Regions from separate parts of the Danio rerio genome. Here region 2 is linked to region 1. The links are chromatin contacts, called in public Micro-C maps. All regions are on one chromosome and are shown on one strand. The core of a region is the stretch at or near the end of the contact, and the rest is flanking DNA. Distances in the headings are between cores, read along the strand shown.

Region 1 (2,700 bases), core at 60-2,559:
GTGCAGCACGCGGTTCTCCCTCTGCAGCAGCTCATTCAGGATATCTACAAACATCACATATGATATGAACCTTAGCCATGGTCAGCAGAGATCTACTCTAGACAAACATACGAAAATACCTTATTATTAATATCTTAATTATTGTGTATTATTAAAAATACATAAGTAAAAAACTTAAAAAATGCAGATTGTTAATGAATTAATCAGATGTCTCTGTATCTATCTATCTATCTATCTATCTATCTATCCATCCATCCATCCATCCATCCATCCATCCATCCATCCATCCGTCTATCTATCTATCTATCTATCTATCTATCTATCTATCTATCTATCTATCTATCTATCTATCTATCTATCTATCTATCTATCTATCTATCTATCTATCTATCTATCTATCTATCAAGTTTTAATGGCTCTGAAGGCAAGATATATTAAATACTGACTTAAATACTATTTAGACTATTAACTGCTGACTTTTGCCTGATCTGCAGTGATGTAAGAAACGAATTACTTAGTCATCTCTTTTAATAAATAAAAATAAACAATAATCCCTGATAAAAATGCTAATATATAATAAAATTATTCATTTTAATTAATTAATTATTCATTTATTCAGATAAATAAAATTATAAATTTTATAATTAATAAATAATTAATTAAATTTTATTTAATTATAAATAATTATAATTATACATATATATATATATATATATATATATATATAAATAAATATATATATATATATATATATATATATATATATATATATATATATATATATATATATATATATATATATATATAATAAAATAATGAAAACAAAATATTTTATAATAAATTATACATACTTTTATGGCAGATAATAATAACATTAATAATAATAATAATAATAAATTGAATAAAAAAAATTATATCTTACAAGATCATGACATTTTAAACATTATTTAAATATAAAATAAAAATTACTACAAAGCTATACATTTATTAATTATTACTTTAATGGTACAAAAACCCAATCATCACCATTATTATAATGATTATTAAATAAAACCTCCATAGATGTAACATACATCTGTGTGTGTGTGTGTGTGTGTGTGTAGCATGAAGGTATAGCATCCCAATGGAGAACTACTATCAGCCATTTTCGAGGCCTGACCCATTTACACTTTCCATATCTGAGTCATTGTCGGCACAAGCTGAACAGAACAGAGCCCCATCCACAATGCGCACACATCCTAAACTGGGCTAAAGCAGGCAAAAGTGGGCCAGAGCTGAAAGTCATGAGGACGCAGAGCACAGATCAGCCACTAGATGGAGCAACAAAGCCATTTTAGAGCGAACCATCATGAAAGCCCCACGGGGGACGACAGACTGTGTTCTCAGCAGAGGAGAGGACTGGTAAATAAGAGCAGAACATGCGAAGCGGCAGCAGATGCAGACTTGTGCTTTGAGATGAGGAACAGGACGTTAAATACTACTTGGACATTCAAGGAGCTCTGTGTTTATTATAGAGTTGAAGTCAGAATTATTAGCCCTGCTGTATATTTTTTATCCCCAATTTATATGTATATTTATATATATATATAGTCAGGTGTCTCTTGAGATGTAGAGTTGTGGTCCGTGACTCACTTTTGACCTGCTGCTCTGGAGCTTTGACGTGACTCAACATCCCGGGCATGCTGACGCTGTTCCTGTGCATGTATTTGAGGAAGACGTCTGCATTACGCCTGGCCAACGTGCAGGCCTGAAACAGAGACGGACATATTAGCCCACACGGTCACAACAGACGGTGTGTGTTCTGGCTTTGGATGGGTTACCTTGAGGAAAGCCTCTTTCTGCTCCAGGTGTTTGCTGATCATGGGTGTGACGTGGTCCGATTCACAGTTGGGTCCCAGTTTGTCAGCTCCTCCGCACCAGTCCTCCTCACGCTTGTACTCCTGCTCCAGACTCTCCAGAACACTGCAAACCTACAGCACACACACACACGTCAGCTTTCAAGAGACCCGTTTCAAGATTCTAACATACTTAAAGCCCAATAGAAGAATGAGTTAGTGACCAAAACACTCTGTTTGGAGATTGAATCAGGAGATCAAAAGTAAACTGCTTCTATGAAAATTTAACTCTGGCAAAAGTATACACTGTGTATATGAGGGGTGTTCAAACTTGGTCCTGGAGGGTCGGTGTCCTGCATATTTTAGTTCCAACCCTAATTAAACACACCTGAACAAGCTAATCAAGCTCTTTCTAGGTATACAAGAAACTTCCAAGGAGGTGTGTTGAAGGAAGTTGGAACTAAACTATGCAGGACACCGTCCCTCCAGGACCAAGTTTGGACACCCCTAGTGTATATAAATATAATAGGCAGTTTAATTATTAATTATTTATTAATTAATTATTTTATTAATTTTTGTTTATTATTATTAGTTTATTTTCTCTTTTCCTCTCTTTCCCCTTCTACTTACTACTTACTACTATTATTATTATTTATTATTATTATTATTGTTATTATTATTATTATTATTATTATTATTATTATTATTATTACTTGTCCTCTCCCTGATTTCCCATCCTCCCCTTTCCTCGACATCTTTGTCATAAATGGTATTACTTTTATTTTTTGTTATCATTATTATTATTACTGTTCTGACTTGTCCTGTTATCTTTTCATTATCATTATTACAAGTATTTACACCATTA
Region 2 (2,700 bases), core at 187-2,686, 72 kb after region 1:
TGGCTTCAAACGATTATAAAAAACCATTAATCGAGATAAACAATTATTGCATCATATACTGCCCCTTTCCAGTTGTATGCATTTGTTGCTCTTAAAAGCGCGAAAGACTGCGTGCTTCTGTGCGTGTGGCATGCACACACAGTCAGAAGCATGCGGTCAATATTCGGCCTCATTCACAAACTGAAACAAGCAGAGCGCACACATCTGAAGTCATCTTAACGAGAGCGCTTTAATGGTCAAATAGGTGTTAAAACGCGGTGTTTAGTGATTATTCATATTAACCCTCATTTGTGTAATAAACAAATGAGTTGAGAATCAAAAGTGAGAATAGAAACCATTAAAGTGACAGTGCGGAATAACCCTGCTGCCGCCTGTTTTATCATTCATCAAAAAACAAAAGGAGAAAATCCCTCACTGCTCTTGACTGAAGGACTTTAAGCAGCTTAAAGCACAGATTGTTTTATATTTTTATTCTATTTTATTTATTTCTCTTTCATTTCAACTTATTTCTGAACATAATTGTTTCACTGTGATTGAAAGTAAACTCTATTTCACTCTCTCTCATTCTTTCTCTCTCTCACTGTGGCCCATTTGACCTGCTGGCGTGACTTTTCCACTCCTCTCCGCATTCCTGCGGCTGTAAAGTGAGAGCCACAGGGCCCGACCAGATTTCTTGCGGCGCGGGAATAAACTTTCGAATAAAGCGTGGGAGCGGTCGGTAACTCTGGTGTAATTTGAACAGGAGCGGGCAATCTAACAATATTGCTCCCGAGCAAGCAAGCAAGCAAGTGTGTGTGTGTGTGTGTGTGTGTTTATGTGTGTGAATGAGAGAATGATGCTGTGTCTCGCTTGTTTGGTGCTGTCTATGTGTGTGTGTGTGTGTGTGTGTGTGTGTGTGTGTGTGTGTGTGTGTGTGTGTGTGTGTGTGTGTGTGTGTGTGTGTGTGTGTGTGTGTTTGTGAAATATAAATTGAAACCCCTCAAATATAAAATAAAACTGTGTATGGAAAGAATCGTCAATGCACCGTGATATCGAATTGAACCGAATAGATGGCATGATAATCATAACCAAACTGAACCATGAGACCAGTGGATCACACCTCTAGTTTTTACTATAGATATTAAAATGATACTAATCTAAAAATGTAAATTGTAAAAAGAATCGGAGGGCATTAGTGAAGCTCGCCTACATAATTCTGAAAGAAATCCTCAAGTGTAAGAATATAATTTCCAGAGCAGGACAAATGCTCAAAGACTCGCTAGTAAAGCATCAAGCATCACATGGGCATGGATGGTTCAGTTGAGACATGCTGTCTTTAATTCCACTCCTACCATCACTCTATCCCAGAGCTGCTAATGGAGCATGAAATATGGCCGATCTCTCCCACACACAGCTGAGAGATGGAGAGATGATGTCATTTCAGCAGTTTCCTGCAATCTTTCCCTGTGGAGTCTCAGCGCCGCTCGCTGTACAAATGAACACCTTTCTCTCGGTCATTCTGCTCATTCCCTCCCCGTCTCTTTTTTCCCCCTTCATACATCCCACTGGAAGGTTTGTTTTTCCACTGCTGCTACTGTGCACATCAGATCACGTGCCCTGATGAAAGCATGAAACCTTCCAAAGAATATTTACAGCATTTTGAAGGAGCGGGTCATTAAAAATACACACTGTCATCAATTATTCACACTTCTGTCTTTCTAAACCTTTCCTCTGGGGAGGAAGTTATTTATATCAGAATGTCCATGCTGCTCTTTTTCATAAATTAAAGTGAAAGGTGACATCCTCATTCAAGAAACATTTGCAGTAAACCATGTTTTTTTTAAAGCTTGGTTTAAAGAGCCCCTATTTAAAAGGTCATGTTTTGTGGGTCTCCAACAACAGTCTGATATGCATGGAAGGTCAAAAACACTTTTCTTGTCTTATAATCTGCATTTATTTTACCAAATTATCGAAAACGACTCCCATATAATCCGCTCAGCCATTTATTTGTTCCCAAACCCCTCCTTAGCGTGATGCTAACCTGCTGATTGGTTCGATGACCCAGTAAATGGGTGGGGCTTGAGTTTTGTATCGACATCACGTCAACACGGCTAAATATTTGTTACTCACGATTCATTTGAACCACTCTGAGTCAACTCTTTTATAGATGAATCAAATGGGTTTTGGGAAATGTCCTCAAGCCGGGATTCGAACTCGGGACGCCCTGAAGTGCCTCTGCACCATATGTCAGCGCTTCAACCACTAGGCTATTAATAACCACATATTATTATAGATATTATTATAACTTTTATCTTTAAAACATTCTATTAGATTTTATTATTTATAAATATTTAAGGTCATAATTGTTGTTAAATCTGAATTTCTGAATTTGTCTTAGGTGCTTTCACACCTAGCCTTTTGTTTAGGAACCTGTCTTGTTTGCCCAGTTAGCGCGGTTCGTTTGGCATATTTGAATCCAGCAATGGCGCTCGGATCAAAATAATTGCTCCGAGATTTCTTATATGAGGTGGTCTCGGCTCGGAGTGAAACGAACTCTGGATCGATTGTAGTAAGAAAGCAATACGATTTGAGCCCTGTTATATCACAGTGTTTTATGGATATGTAAAAGGCATGCGGCTATATGAAGAGAGAATTATGAGTAGGGCGGGAGGTCATTCAACAGACATCCCAAGTCTCCCTCCCGGTCCTCAAATACATCGC

What was found. A called contact is a pair of places that touch in the nucleus more often than the background predicts.
Region 2: a contact with region 1 is called in a Micro-C map of caudal fin, with 2.8 times the contacts expected there. The contact joins two enhancer-like sites. A contact is called at or near these places in 3 of 18 Hi-C or Micro-C datasets (caudal fin, hematopoietic stem cells and an unstated tissue).

Annotation. Positions count from the first base shown.
Region 1 is chr19:44,698,657-44,701,356 of GRCz12tu, forward strand. It overlaps trioa (trio Rho guanine nucleotide exchange factor a), which reads right to left. Exons shown (of 57, transcript NM_001104526.1): 18 at 1,821-1,970; 19 at 1,633-1,747; 20 at 1-44. Among named protein-coding and RNA genes, the nearest start is that of trioa, 90 kb to the right of the region's middle. Within about 2 kb of position 1,310, at least 3 of the 62 cell types and tissues checked have an H3K27ac peak or open chromatin away from gene starts, as enhancers often do.
Region 2 is chr19:44,770,520-44,773,219 of GRCz12tu, forward strand. The region is part of intron 1 of trioa (trio Rho guanine nucleotide exchange factor a); the gene reads right to left. Among named protein-coding and RNA genes, the nearest start is that of trioa, 18 kb to the right of the region's middle. Within about 2 kb of position 1,437, at least 13 of the 62 cell types and tissues checked have an H3K27ac peak or open chromatin away from gene starts, as enhancers often do.